Linked DNA regions of Sus scrofa: region 2 is linked to region 1. A link is a contact called in public Hi-C data. All regions are on one chromosome and are shown on one strand. The core of a region is the stretch at or near the end of the contact, and the rest is flanking DNA. Distances in the headings are between cores, read along the strand shown. Region 1 holds the start of LOC110257261. Region 2 overlaps LOC102164818 (a long non-coding RNA gene).

Evidence for each region. Hi-C and Micro-C count contacts between places; a contact is called where the count stands out from the background.
Region 2: a Hi-C map of liver shows a contact between it and region 1, with 2.2 times the contacts expected there. The contact joins the enhancer-like site here to the promoter of LOC110257261 in region 1. A contact is called at or near these places in 1 of 5 promoter capture datasets (liver), 7 of 47 Hi-C or Micro-C datasets (fetal liver, fibroblasts, liver and 1 more) and 2 of 2 datasets of contacts at active chromatin or transcription factors (alveolar macrophages and skeletal muscle).

The regions. Positions count from the first base shown.
Region 1 is chr16:50,498,388-50,506,200 of Sscrofa11.1, forward strand. LOC110257261 reads right to left here and starts at 2,944. Exons shown (of 2, transcript XM_021076837.1): 1 at 855-2,944; 2 at 1-699. The coding sequence starts at 1,149. The coding sequence ends at 503. CPEB4 (cytoplasmic polyadenylation element-binding protein 4) reads right to left here and starts at 699. Exons shown (of 8, transcript XM_005657625.3): 1 at 1-699. It overlaps LOC102164818 (a long non-coding RNA gene), which reads right to left. Exons shown (of 11, transcript XR_002339638.1): 11 at 5,252-7,108.
Region 2 is chr16:50,555,561-50,563,373 of Sscrofa11.1, forward strand. The region is part of intron 5 of LOC102164818 (a long non-coding RNA gene); the gene reads right to left. Among named protein-coding and RNA genes, the nearest start is that of CPEB4, 60 kb to the left of the region's middle. Within about 2 kb of position 3,036, at least 22 of the 83 cell types and tissues checked have an H3K27ac peak or open chromatin away from gene starts, as enhancers often do. A contact at or near this core is called in fetal liver, liver and skeletal muscle, where this site is marked.

The sequences.
Region 1 (7,813 bases), core at 1,694-4,193:
TGGCCTCTGGGGCTGTTCCTGAAGCTCTGGGTGCAGGTCTTGCTGCGGGCGCTGTTCCTGGGCTCCCCCTGGCCTCCTCTCCCCCATGAAATGGGCTGGAAACACCCGTTTCTCCCACTCGAGGGTGTCGCGATCAGGAGGGATTAGCGAGACTCGACGAGGACGAGCTGGCGGCCCGGGGGTGCGGCGACCAAGGGGGCGACCTGGAAGGTCCTGCGGTTTCGGCCTCTTCCCCTCTCTGCGGCTCCGGGTTTTTTTTCCCTCATGGGACCCAGGGGCGGTTTGTTCAGTTCTCTCAGTTCGATTCTCCGCAGCGAGGGGGGTGGGGGGGGACAGGGAAAAAAAGGAAAAACCCACCAGCGCAGTTATTCCAAAAGAGAAGGACCTCCCCCCCCTTTGCTCTCTCTTTCCCCCCCCCAGATTTTTTCAAAAACTATAATTTAGAAGGCTTTTGTTTCTCCTCACGGTTGTGTGGGCCGTCGTCGTCGCCGCCGCGGTCGCTTTACCCCGGTCCCGAAGTCCCCGCTGTCGTTGTTGTGGACTCCGCCTGGCTCCTCTTCCTCTCTCCTTCTTCCTCCTCTTCCTCCTCTGCTGCCGCCGCTACTGCCGCCGCCGCCGCCACCGCCTCCCGGTGCCCGGGTCCCGCAGCCGCGGCTGAGTCCTTCTCCTCAGGACCGAGCCGAGCGAAATGACAACCAGCTGGAAAGACCGAGAGACACTTCCGGTTCGAAAAGGGAGGGGTGGGTTAGGGCATACGCCCCCGCCCACCTGACGAAAGGCCAATCAGCTGTTGGAATTCAGATAAGGCCACGCCCCCCGACTCACGTCCCCTCCCAGGAAGGTCGAAAAGTTACCTAGAGAGACGCCCCTTCCGTCTGCGCCTCGCCTAGTGAGGCTGGGCTCCTGGAACCGGGTCCCCCACCCAGAGTGAGCGCAGCAGGTCGCCATCTTTAGTATGGGCAGAGGACTCCTGCGCGGTTTATCTCGTCTAGCCATGCTCTGCTGGAAAGGCATATAAGGACGCGCGGAAGAGAACGGATTCCTCCAGCACCACGAGAAAGAGTTCAGACGTGGGAGATCCGAGTGGCGACCCATAAAACTGCGGACGAACGTGAGGACTGCCCAGAATAAATGTGGTTCCCCAGGCATCACGTACCTTGGTCGGAGCTCCGCCCCAGAGGGATCTGGAAGGGGAGGCGATTCTTCCCAGCGGCTGTGAGGTTCCTAGAACTGCGTACGTCCTTGTCCTGAATATAGACTCTTCCTTCACCTTCCATTCCCCTATCCCCACTCCTCTTGCTTGGTTTAGGCTCCCGTCTGGTGCAGTCTCAGGCACAAAGATACAGCCGCTGTCGGCGTCCTTGGCTGAGCCCTCATCCCCATCTGGCTCTAGTTCACCCTACCGGTTTACCAGAGGGAGATGTACAAAACGAAAATCTTTATTATGGACCTCACCTGCTCAGATCTCTCTTCAGCTGCCCACTACCTCCTTGGAAAAAACCAAACTTTTTAGCCTAGTAGTCAAAGATTTTCCACTCTGTGAGCAGTATATCTTAACACCTCATCTCCAAACGCCCCACACCAAGCTGCTCTAACTCTTCTCAGTGCCTTTTAAACCTTCCATTTCCTTTCTTCTCCACCTGGTAAGCTCCTATTTAGTTTTAGGAATCGGCTCAAAAGCTACCAACTCTGTCTTCTAAATTCCCTCTTATCAACATCCATGGCCCTGTGTATGTCTCATGCTTGTTTATCCCCTATTTTAATGGTTGCTTATGTCTCTTGGGCCTGTGGTCAACTGTGGCCTCTTTGAGGAGGGCACCTTGTAGACAGGAGTCATGAATGAATGAATGCTGAAGAAACTAGCGGAAAAACTAACCACAATGAAATCTTTCCTGAATTGCAGTCCCCTTTCCAAGTCTGAATTATTTCATTGTTTAGGCCATTTGTTTTGGACCTCACATCTCTCAAACTTTCATCATTTAGGTTATTTGCTGCACAAGGATTCCATGTCTTGTTCATATTTGTGCATTCCCATGGCTATGACCACCCTCAGGACCTAGGGTAATAATGCATTGCTCTCAGTGCAGGTTCTAAATATGCTGAATGAGTGTTTTCCTTTAGTAGGAAATGAGGAGTAAAAAATGAAAAGAAGAAATCAGACTAGAGCTACAAATAACTATGGCAAGAGTGGGGGGTGGAGGGAGAGATCAAGACTTTTAAGCAGGATCACATGAACAAAGGTGATTTCCATTTCATTTCCATAGCCTTTCCTCAATGGCTCCAACTTCTGCTGCCTCAGTTTCTCAATCCTCCCATACTTTCATGTAGAACAACTGTTTGAAACCTTAATCAGTGATTTTATTGTCTGTCTTTGTATAATGAACATGAGTCTTGTCTCTGTAATTTTGAGTTCCTTGAATGTTAGGAATTGAGTCCTATCCTGCTGTTTATTCCCCACAGCTGGACTTACCTTGAGACTTGGCTGACTCAGTTAAGTGTCATTTCCTCCAGCATGGTTTCCCTGATTGCTCCTTTTTCTACCATCTTGTAGAGAACCAGTGGTTGCCAGTGAATTACCTTTTTGCAGGCAGAGGTTGTGTCTATTTATCTGTATGTCCCCAGTGGGTGGCCACGAGAGGGTTTAGCATGGAGCAGACTCAGGACATGTTCATTGAATAAATGAATGTCCAGTGCCCAGTAGACGGTTGACAGTCTTTTGGGGCTACCAGTTCTCAGTGGCTAAAATGGCTACTATTCTTGAAGGAAAGAGGGCTAGCTTTAGAATCATATAGGTAATTTGACTCCTAGCTTTGCAACTTCCTAGTGCAATCACCCCTACAAGCAAGATAAAATGCAAAGGATATTCTTCCCTAGCTAGGCGATAGTAAATTACATGAGACATGCAAAGTGCTGGACTCATAGGAGCTTTTCAAAAATGTCAGTTCCCAGGGGCGGAGCAAGATGGCTGAGGAGTAAGAGGTCAGGCTCACCCTCTCCCACAAACACATCAAAAGACCACATCTACATGTAAAAGGACTCACACAGAACATCAACTGAATGCTGGCAGAAGAACTTAAACCTCCAGAAAGGGTAAGAAACTCTTGACATAACTAGGTAGAGCAAAACAAAAATGTCAGTTCCTTATTAACATATTAAGTGCAGAGAACTACTTCACAAGTGTCCTTTGCCTGGAAGTTGCGTGCATGAGTGAATCCAGGAATCTGTATTGGTTCGTAGAGGGAGGAGGCTCACCAGTGCCACAGTCGGGGAGCTGCTAGGCCAGCCTGATCTTTTAAGGCTAAATCAAGTCTGGGCAGGAGGTTTGGCCTGGGCTGAGGCTAAGATGATCTCTGTAGACACCAGGCTCCTGGTTAAGGACTAGGATCATGGGAGAAGGAAGGAGGAAGCAGTTCTCTTGTGTCAGTTGTCCACTCAGAAACCCAGGATACTCAGCTCAGGGCTGCCCTCCGTGAAAACATTCTGCCCTCAGGAGTTCCCCTCCATGGCTCAGAGGAAAATAATCTGACTAGTATCCATGAGGATGCAGGGTCGATCCCTGGCCTTGCTCAGTGGGTTAAGGATCTGGCATTGCTGTGGGCTGTGGTGCAGGTCACAGACGTGGCTCAGACCTGGCGTTGCTGTGGCTGTGCCGAAGGCCTGCAGCTGCAGCTCCGATTGGACCCCTATCCTAGGAACCTCTGTATGATGGGGTGCCCCTCTAAAAAGACAAATAAATAAATAAACAATTAAAAAAACCATTTTGGCCTCTGAAACTGTCCCAGGTAACCATGACAACAGTTCAGTAGCTCTATTTAGGATTTCCAAAGAGATGAACAATTGCAGATGAGTGCTGGCTTGAACACTCTGCTGGCAGAAGAGAGCCCCTCCCATGAAACATACTCACTGGGAAGCTTTAAGTGTGCAGAGAAAGCAAGTTCGCCCAGAATGTATAGTGTTACCAGATTTTTTTTTTTCTTTTTTCTTTCTTTCTTTCTTTTTTCTTTTTTTTTTTTTTTTTTTTTTTTTTTGTCTTTTTGCCATTTCTTGGGCCGCTCCCGCGGCATATGGAGGTTCCCAGGCTAGGGGTCGAATCGGAGCCAAGCTGCCAGCCTACGCCAGAGCCACAGCAATGTGGGATCCCAGCCATGTCTGCGACCCACACCACAGCCGACAGCAACGCCGGATCCTTAACCCACTGAGCAAGGGCAGGGATTGAACCCGCAACCTCATGGTTCCTAGTCGGATTCGTTAACCACTGCTCCACAGGAACTCCTCCTTTATTTTTTTATTTATTTATTTTTTTCTGTTTGCTTTTTAGGACCTCACCTGTGGCATATTGAAGTTCCAAGGCTAGGGGTAGAAGTGGAGCTGCAGCTGCTGGCCTACGGCACAGCCACAACAACACAAGATCCGAATACAAACCATGTCTTCGACCCACACCACAGCTCTTGGCAATGCTGGATCCTTAACCCACTGAGCGAGGCCAGGGATGGAACCCAAATCCTTATGGATCCTAGTTGGGTTCGTTACTGCTGAGCCACGATGGGAACTACCCAGATTTTTTTTTTTTAAATTAAAAAAATTAAAAAAAAAAAAACCCTCCTTCTCTATACACTGAGGGTTGACACACCTTCAGAGAAATTGTAGGTTAGTGAATGTATCCTGCTGGCTACTGTCCTTCCCTCTCTGGGCTTTGAGTTCAACCACACCCCAAACTCAGAGCCTCCCAGGAAGCAGAGCCCTAATATTTCCTTTACCATTTTCTTTAAAGCTTGGTAGGGCGTTATAAATCTCACCCCATAATCACACAGAGTGAACTCTGCCCCATGCTAGCTAATGTCCTCCACCACTGCCCTTGAAGCATACATTGTCTCCTCCCAACATCATACACCCAAAGCTCCCCTTGGGCCTGTCTGATGACTTTAACAATCAGGGCCACCACCCCCTGCTGCCCAGGTTGTGCACTGTGCAACTCTATAGGGCATCACAGACTATGATGTGAATGCCGCCCCTGGAGTTGCACAATGTAGTGGCCCTGCTTCGGTTCATTTCCATGAGACACTGAGGCATTATGGAAATAGGACACTCAGACAAAAAGCCACCAGGGGAAGTTCTGGTGTGGCACAGGTTTAATCCCTGGCCTAGGAACTTCCACACACTGTGGGTGGAGCTAAAAAAGAAAACAAAACCCAGAAAGTCACCAGATACTACCATAAATTGCATGCACACATATTCAGAATATGCAGAAATATGTAAAGCAGTTGATCTTTTTTGATTTGGTGGCCCAGGAACTCTCTGTAAAGGTTTTTTTGTTTTTTGTTTTTTTTCTTTCTTTTTTTTTTTTTTTTTTTTTTTTGCCATCCCCACAGAGTGTGAAAGTTTCTGGACCAGGGATCAAACCCATGTTACAGCAGCAACCTGAGCCATTGCAGTGACAATGCTGATCCTTAACCTGCTGCACCACAAGGGAACTCCTGAACACAGTATCTTTGATGTTGTTTTAAGGAGGGAGCTATAGTGAGAAGACAAGTCTGGGCAAGTATATCATCCAGTCCCCTAAGAGATTAATACCCAGCAGAACTTTGCTTAGCAGTGTTAATAGCATTCTTATGTAGTACTGGAATCTATATGCTCCTAAAACTAAGAAATATATATATATATAATAATAACAGTCAAAGGCAGGTCCTGTGAAGGTAGGGGCAGAGAGAAGGGTGGAATCACTTTTGGAATATCCCTTTTTTTTTTCCCCAAGACTACTTGGAAGCTCACTGCCAGAAGGCAAGCCCGACAGAAACAGAACCAAGTCCCCAAAGCAGGTTTTATTAAACCCCACCTCTGATCCTCACCCTGTTTCAATATTGAAAAGTGTGCATGTTCACTTGGAAAGCACTATTATTTTTTACAGTTAATTGCTAGGTTACATTTTCTCCTTTTGTTTGTCATTTTATAACTTGCACAAGCCCTTTGGATTTTAAATATTGTTTTCTTCCTGCTTTCCCATTTAAGGTATTATCATTAGCATGGAGTCCATAGTTGACAACCCATTTTGGTGGGGAGCGGTGAAGCAAGTTCTCCTAATGCATTGTTACTGAACAAAAGGTTTGGAAAGGTCCAGGACAAAGACAGGCTTCACTTGAAATCAGCATATCCCGGAAAAGATTTAGGTGAGCTGAAACGGAGGGTTGACCTTCCAAACTGTGACATGCATCACATGAGATGACTTGGATTCTTGTGTGGCTCCAGCCACCTATGTAGAAGGGGTGTTGACCTAGATTACCCCTTGCTGTTTGGATTGGACACACTTCACTTCCCTGTATCAAAACCATGGCCAGGCTGCCAAACAGTTGCCATCTTACACTCCATGGCTAGACTGGAGGATTTTCACCTGTGATACTGGATAAGGAATAGCTTTTCGAAGCTTGCAGGGAAGCTGCAGAGTCCAGAGGTTGGAGATCTGGGAGTCAGAGACCAAAACTGTAGCCCTAACACAACCTTAAATTCACAGGCACTGGTCCAATTTGTCTGATGATTTCCTTCTGGCTAGAATTTTAACTACCAAAGGAGTTTCGTTTTGGAACCTGTAAGCAATAAAGGTTCAAAGAAAGTCAACTATAAAAAAACCCCAACCAAACAAACACTAAAGATAGTCCTTTCCTTTAATATCCAAATTTCTTGCTCCCTTATTGTTGGAGTATATATTTCACTAAAGATCAATTAAAAGAGTTGACTCATAAACATCCAGCCTCATACTTTAGCGTGCATCAGTCTCCATGGGAACCCATCAAATGCAAATTCTCAGGCTCTGTCCCCACAATATTCCAATTAAGTACGTTTTCCCGTAGTATTTTCTCATAAAGTTGTAAGGTACCAGAGAGTTTCTCATAATAGTGTAAAAGCACAAAACACCCAAATGAAGGCTGCCCACAACAAAAAAGTGCCTTTCTCACGTGAAAGAAATTTGGGAGAGTCAATATAGTGCTGGCGGGGTAGTTTCAAGAAGTAATCAGAAACCAGGATTCTTTCTACTTCATTGCTTTTCCTTCTTCAGAATTAAACTTCTGTCTAGATCCAAGATAGCTGATCAAGCTCCAGGCATCATATCTGTATTCTAGATCAAAGGAAGGAGGAAGATGAAGACTACCACCCTTCTCTTTGAGGAAATGTTTCAGAAGACACATACACACATCACTTCCGTTCTCTTCTCATTGGCCAGAATTTGGCTCTATGGCCACATCCCATGGCAAAAGAAGTTGGGAAGTATGGCCCTTATTTACTTTTTTTCTTTTTTGCCATTTCTAGGGCCGCTCCCTGGGCAAGTGGAGGCTCCCAGGCTAGGGGTCAAATCGGAGCTGTAGCCGCCTGCCTACACCACAGCCATGGCAACGCCGGATCCTTAACCCACTGAGTGAGGCCAGGGATCCAACCTGTAAGCTCGTGGTTCCTAGTCGGATTCGTTAACCACTGAGCCACGACGGAAACTCCTTTACTTTATTTAATGCCGAGCCTGGCGTTATGACCCAGCACCCTGTAGGCCTTTCATGAGTGTTTGTTGAAGTATTGTTGAATTAATCAATTCTCTTTCTTCTTTTACCTGCAGCATATGGAGGGTCCCAGGCTAGGGGTCCAACTGAAGCTACAGCTGCCAGCCTACGCCACAGCCACAGCCACGCCAGATCTGAGCTATGTCTGCGACCTACACCACAGCTCATGGCAATGCCAGATCCTTAACCCACTGAGCAAGGCCAGGGATCGAACCCACCACCTCATGGTTCCCAGTCAGATTCGTTTCCGCTGCTCCATGACAGGAACTCCC
Region 2 (7,813 bases), core at 1,786-4,285, 57 kb after region 1:
TTGCTGCAAGATTCAAACTTGGCTTTTGTGAATTAGAACAGAGGTCAGCAAACTTCTGTCGAGGATCTGATAGTGAATATTTGTGCAGGCCACACAGTCTCTGTTACAATGACTCCACTCTGCTGTTTTAGCGCAAAAGCAACCACAGACAGTATGTAAATGAGAGGGTGCAGAGGCGCTCCATCGAAACTTCATTTGCAAAAACATGGGGTGGACTTGATTTGGCCAGCGGGCCATGGTTTGCCGACCCCTAAGTGAGAATTCTTGTTCATGACCTCAGGGTTACCCTGAGCTCTGAAGATTGTGAAATGATGAACAAATGTGAGTTATTATAACCATTTGCTACTGAATATCTGCTACATTCCTCCCTAGCTGGCCAGAGTCAAATGCCTTCCCACACTTTAATGGGTCACTGAGTTTTCATCCAGCCAAGGTTAAGGGTAACCAGCTTCTCTTTGGGGCCTGGATAATTATTACTGTACAAGTTTAAAGGGAATGACATACAGGTAATTTTCTTACTAAAAATGAGAACAGAAACGATACCAAGAACCAAGCAAGCCAGTATTAAACCCCCATTAGCTGCGTGGGGTCATTTGTAATGGCACATTCACTGAGGGGACAATTGTTCTGCTGGCCTGTGCTAACCAGCAATTGAAATCAATGGGAGGCTCTGGACACCAAAGCAGGTTTTTTTCTGGGCCACCTAACCCAGACCTTGTTTTTCCAGCTGACACTCTGCCTGTGTCAGCTAATTCCTGCTTTGGAAAATGCATTCCAGGACTAATAAAGACTTTAAAGTCACATTATTTTCTCACCATGTTATTAAAACCTAAGTGGCTCCACTTCTCCCTAATATGACCAGATTTCCTGGCTAGCTTAGAAAAATGGCCAATTGTCGCAGAATTTGGTTTCCCATTGGAAAGACAAGGCCCAAGGTTTATTTGTGGATTCATCGCTCCTAAATGATTTGAGCACTGTGGTGGAAGGGCAGGGAGTTTGGCTCAGTTAAAAAAAAACAGGGAGAGAGCAATTTTCAAAAGTGCATGTGTGTTTGAAAATCTGGGAGGCAGGATTCAACTTACCGCTCACTTACTGCCTACAGGAACCTGGGCAAGTCACTTCACTTCTGTTCCCATGTTTGTAAAATGGCAACGATGAGACCCGTTTCTCAGTGTTGTGAGGGTGACATTGCCCATGGAAGTGCCCAGGAGGCCCTCCTGGAATGGCAGCTCCCGTGGAAGCAGGAAGATCCTGGGTCTGTTCAAGCCAGAAATAGCTGAGAACTGGCTCTGGAAAACTGGCAGAATCCAACCCAAGCTGGGCTCCCCAGTGCTAACTGGAAATTAATCAGGAGAAATAATCACCAGCCAGGACAATTAGAAGAATGAGCTAATGGAACCTGCCCTGCTCATGCTAGGATGGCAACCAGTGCCCGCCGCCCGCCACCACCTCTGCCCCAGCACCCACCCAGCCAATTGCTGCTTCCCCACACACAGGGAGGCTGTGTGTGGGGACGAGGGCAAGTGTGCTTTATTTCAGCAGGGCTATCTTTATCTCTACCATCAGTTCTCACACATGCTGGGCTCAGCTCACCAGAGAGGGCAGCCGGGGCCATCCCTCAGAGGCCTGGGGAGGCTGGTAGGCGTCCCCAACAGGGCAGGCCACCGAGGTGCAAGGAACAGCCAGATGTTGCCCTGGGTCCCTGCTCTCCTGTAGCAGAGCTGCAGACAGGGAGCCAGACTAGAAGCTTTAGAAGCAGGGGTGGGCTCTTGAAGCTCACCTATTCTTTACACACCCCTTTTTCAGATAAGAAAACTGAGGTCCAGAGAGAGTCAGTGATTTGCCTGAGGTCAGGTAGCAAGGCTGTAGCCAGGCTAGGAGCTGAACTCCAATCTCTTCCTACTGACCTGTCTGTCTTGAAATTCCTTTAGAGATTCGGCAGACACCAGAGCTGAGTGGAGAGCCTGGGGTGATGTTTGAAGAAAAGGGAATATTGTGAGGTCAAGAAATCGGATTTCTCAGTATCTTGTAATAACCGATAATGGAAAAGAATCTGAAAAATAATATGCATATATGTACAACTGAATCACTTTGCTGTACACTTGAAACTAATACAACATTGTGGAGTTCCCGTCATGGTGAGGCAGAAACGAATTCGACTAGGAACCATGAGGTTGCCGGTTTGATCTCTGGCCTCACTCAGTGGGTTAAGGATCCGGCATTGCCGTGAGCTGTGGTGTAGGTTGCAGACGCGGCTTGCATCTGGCACTGCTGTGGCTCTGGCCTAGGCCGGTAGCAACAGCTCTGATTTCCCCTAGCCTGGGAACCTCCATATGCCACGGATGCGGCCCTAAAAAGACAAAAGAAAAAAAAAAGAAAAAAGAAACTAACACAACATTGTAAATTAACTATACTTAAATTTTTTAAAAAGACTGCATAATGAATGAGTAAATAATGAATAAACAATGACCAGATTTTTCTTTTTTTAAAAAAAACAGATTTCTAAAATTGTGAGCTAGGTAAAAAGGAAAATACTTTCCCACCATAATGATACCCATATTGGAACACGGGACTCTCAATTCTCTCACCCCAGATTGTTTTATTTTCAAATCAGGCTAACCCTTAGCAAGAAGGGTCAGCTGATGAACCAGATTGAGCACAAATACTATTTTTGCCCAGGTTGCCGTGTGGAAAATTTTCTCATCCTGGCTTGGCTGTTTCCTGGCTGTGTGACCTTGGCTAAGTCACTTCCCCTCTCTGAATTCCAATTTACCCACTTGCAAAACTAGAGCAGTGCTAGAATTGAGAATCTTTTGTAAGCTGCAAAACACTGGACAAACATAAGCTTTGACCAAGAGGGTTTTATTTCTTTGTAAAGCAGATTGCGGCAGAAAATTCCCAGCTGGTGGCAGGTGTCTCCATTCCTTTAAAAAGAGTAGAGAAAAATGCCAAACAGCCACCCTGCAGAGCCTCTAAGCTCCTTCCTGTTTTAACAGCCTCCCAGTAAACTGTCCAGGGGGTGACCAACTCTCCTCCACGGAAATCTGCAGTAAATTGCATTCCAGGCCGGCTCACCAATCATTAGCCATGCGAGCCTGTTTATCCTGCCCCAGCCTGGAATTTGGCCTCTTACAAAACCCCAGCTCACAAAAGGAGAACAGGTTGGACCTAAATTGCTTAGCAAATGAAGAAAGCCTTCCAGCAGGCCAGGGGATATTTAGTAAACACACCAAGCCAGGCAGGGCCCACCCATTAGGTCTCAGTCCCAAAGTCCCAGCTGACCTTTCTGTTGACACTGATTTGAGAGTTTGAGGTGTGATCTGACCCCTAGAAAGGACAGTTCCCCAATTCAGATGATCATGCAGCCCCAGCCAAAAGTCAGGTCTTTGCTATCAGTGATGGCAGCACCACCTTAAATTAGTTTCTGGTCACCTTCACTGGGGCAGCAATTGCATAATTCTTACAATTTTTCGAGGAAGGTGTTACTGAAGTGGAAGTTGGGCTCCTTATCCATTGAGTCACTTGTCCAAGGTCATGGAGCCAGGAGGGTGGAGAAGACAGGGCAGCTGCTGTTTGTATGTGCTGGCACATTCCCCCGCCTCGCCCCCTTCCTGGGGTAACAGACCCAGCTGTCTGTCCACCTGGGCTGGGCACGAGACCCAGCCTCGTCCAATCACAAAATCACATCCCCCTGGCAAAATAAGAAAGGAGCATGTGACCAAGCAAGGCCAAATAGACATGTTTTAAGCGCTTCCTTTCTCTGAACACATTTATGGCTCATAACAACGTGATGATAACAGATCCCCATTCATCCCCAGATGAATAAACTGAGATGCGGCAAAGTTAATGAAAACAGGTGACCTTAAATGGAAGGGCTAGGATTCAAATGGAGCAGTCTGGTGCCAAAGCCCATTTCCTCTCTCTCCCTTTTTTGCTTTTCAGGGTCACACCCGCGGCATATGGAGGTTCCCAGGCTAGGGGTCGAATTGGAGCTGCAACAGCCACAGCCACAGCAATGCTGGATCCCAGCTGCATCTGTGACCTACACCACAGCTCATGGCAACGCTGGATCCTTAACCCACTGAGTGAGGTTAGGGATCGAACCCGCATCCTCATGGATACTAGTTGGGTTTGTAATGGCTGAGCCACAGCAGGAACTCCCAAGCCCATTCTCTTAATCACTAGGATGGCCTGAGCCTGAACATATCTGATGTGAACTTGAGCTGTGTGAACTTGGGCCATGTGACTGACCTCTGGCTGGCTCCTCTTTCAGTTCCACTGCACTGCTTCTCAGAGCTTTTGTTTTTTGTGAGACCTCTCGGTCAGTCCCTCCTCTACTCTGCTTCCAGGTGTCATTCTAAACAGTCTAATCAGGTCATTCTGCCTCTCACAGCTTCTGAATTGCTGTCTCCTACAGGGTCAAGTTGAAGTACTTAGCCTACCGCTGGGACTGCTCAGCCTCCCTTCAGTGGCCTGACTACACACACACACACACACACACACACACACACACACTCCACTCTTGCAGACAGATGAAACCACCTACAATTTCTGCAAAATGTTAACTTTCTTTCTAGGACAGCACTGTCCACACATATAATGGGAGCCTCATGTGCAATTTTAAATTTTCTAATAGTCACATTAAAAAGTAAAAAGAGGGCGTTCCCTGGTGGTCTAGTGGTCAGGATTTAGTGCTGTTGTTGCTATAGCCTAGGTTCAATCTCTGGTCTGGGAACTGAGAAACCATGTCAAAGCTGCTACATGCTCTGGTGAAAATAAAATAAAATAAAATAAAATAAAACAAAACATAAAAGAGAGCTATAATTATTTTTTTAAACAGCAAAAAGAAAGAAATGCAAATAATTTTGGTAGCATATGTAATATATTCAAAATATTAACATTTCAGCATGTAGTCAATATAAAACAAATTATTAATGAGTTTCTTATTTTTGTTCTAAATTTTTGCAATCTGGTACACATTTTATATTTATGGCACATCTCATTTTGTACTAGACACATGTTTCTAGTGGCAAACTAATTGGACAGTGCAGCTTTCCTTTTTATTTTTTAAGTTTTATTGAAGTACAGTTACGTTGCAAGGCTGTGAGGATTTTTGCTGTACAAAAAAGGGACCCTGTCCCACGTATACACACATCCATTCTCTCTCAGATTCTTTTCCCCCATGGATTGCCACAGAATACTGGGTAGAGTTTACTGCGCTATACGGCAGGTCCTCGTTGGCCAATTTTTCCACATACCTCAGTGTGCATATGCCAATCCCAAAGCCCCAGTCCATCCTTCCCAGGCCCCCTACCTGACCCCTTGGGTAATCATAAGTTTTTCAAAGTCTGTGAGTCTGTTTCTGTTCTGCAAATAAGTTCATTTGTATCCCTTTTTTTTTTTTTTAAAGATGCCACATATAGGGGATATGATAACATGTTTGTCTTTCACGTGGACAGTGAAACTTTAGAGTAAAGCTTCCCAAATGTTTTCAAGCCGTAGCATATGTAGAGAATGAACATGCCGGTGTGGTAGCCTGGGGTAAACAGTTCGATCAAGGCCAGCGGCGATAGATCAGATATCCCAGTTTTCCCCACCGGGCCAAACCCCCTTAAGAACTAGACCATAGGTATATTAGGAAAAGGCATCTCGTCTGGGGATTTCAGCCCCATTTTTCCCTTGAAGCAGAATGATGCCCTTATTCTGTGTGCACAACCTGGGCAGCTGTCTTCAGGATCCTGCTAAGGCATGAGGGATCAATTTCTGGGCACCCACATCTCCAGCCATGACATACAGGCGAGGAAGCTCTGAGCTAGAATTTTCAAGCTTTTGTTGTCTTTCTTCCTTTACTTCATTGCTCCTCTTCACTGCCTTCTGCTAAGCACAGCCTGCCCTGTGGCCTCCTAAGCAGTAAGTTAGGCTGGGGGTTCTTGCTGCATCAGCATCACTTGGATCTTGTTCGAGATGCAAATTCTTGGACCCTAGTAACCCAAACCTACTGAGTCAGAAATTCTGGGCTGGGGCCCAGTGATATCTGTGTTTAACAAGCCCTCCAAGTGATGCTGATGCTCTCTAGGCACAAAAGTAATAATAATATTAACAACAATGCTTTTCACTTCTGGAATGCTTCCTCTGATGGCTCACTTGCTAGATGATGGCAGCCAATCCTGTGAGGGGGTCATAAAGAAGAGGAAACTGAGGCATAGAGATGAGTGATTTAGCCAGGCCACACAGCTAAAGTATAGCAGGAAAGAGACAGTGTTTGAACTGAGTTCTCTCAATTCCCACAATTGCTTAGTCACATGACTTTCTTCTACATCTTCAGTATTCCGGAGAGCTTGAAGATCCTGGTTTTAAAATATGCTGTCCTAATCTCTCTTTCTGTCCCTTGTACCACTCAATCTGTGCCTCCCAAACGTGCCAGTCCTATATGAGGCACTGGGGCTACAGAGATAAATAAGATTCTGTCCCTTCTCTCTCTTTCTCTCTCTTTTTTTTGTCCCTTTTCTAGAGCTACTCCCTTGGCATATGGAGGTTCCCAGGCTAGGGGTCTAATCGGAGCTATAGCCACCAGCCTACGCCAGAGCTGAGTTGCGTCTGCAACCTACACCACAGCTCATGGCAACGCCAGATCCTTAACCCACTGAGCAAGGCCAGGGACCGAACCCACAACCTCATGGTTCCTAGTCGGATTCATTTCCACTGCACCACGACGGGAACTCCCCTCGGTCCCCTCTCTTAAGGACTGCCTAGAGTTATCAACTTGGACCTCAGGAGGGACTGATGTACCAGGCGTGGTCTGGAGTAAGGGGTGACCTGAGAGCAAAAGAATAATGGAGAATTTGGTAACAGTGGGATTTCTTAGTAGGAACATAAGCATTTGGATTTTTCAAGATGTTATTGGTTACAGTTCAACTTCTCACCTCACCCTCCTCCATAACCATTCCGTCATCACCGATTACTCCGGAAGCAGAACTTTTGTTTTATTGTTTTGGATGTTAACCTGGCCCTACCCTCCGCACTTACCAGTTGAGCTCTAACAGGGCAAAGCGAGGTGATTTCCCTGGACCCACTTTTTTTAGGGGAGGATGTTATGATATTTTGGGAAGTTGGAAGTAATTGTATAGACTGTGGGAGGGCAGGATATATTTGCAGCCGAGAAGTTTCCTAGGATTTCTCTGCTCCTCAGGGTTGGAGCATCCTTGCATCTATTAGGAATATATTTGACCGCAAATAACTAAAAATATAGCCCAGCAATTTCCACTTTCTCTCTCTCCCTCTTTCTTCCTCTCTCTCTTTCTTTCTGTCTTTTTAGGGTCACACATGGGGCATATGGAAGTTCCCAGGCTAGGGGTTAAATTGGAGATTCAACCACTGGCCTATGCCACAGCCACGCTGGATCAGAGTCGTGTCTGCGACCTACACCACAGCTCATGGCAACACTGGATCCTTAACCCACTGAGTGAGGCCAGGGTTCGAACCCACATTCTCATGGATACTAGTCGGGTTTGTTACAACTGACCACAACAGGAACTCCCTATAATTCTTATTTCTAACAAGAAGTCTAGGGTGGGAAGCTGATAACCTGAGAAAGAATTTTGCTAATGCCAGGGTTGGTCACTCTGATGCCTTCTCCTCTCATGTTTGTCCCTCAGAATCACATGACACCCTCATAGCTCCAGACATCACTTCTGTGTTCAAGGCAGAATGAAAGGGGGAAGGTGTTGTGACAGCCAAGTGTTTTTGTTGTTGTTATTTTTCCTTTTTTTTGGTCTTTTTGCCATTTCTTGGGCCACTCCCACAGCACATGGAG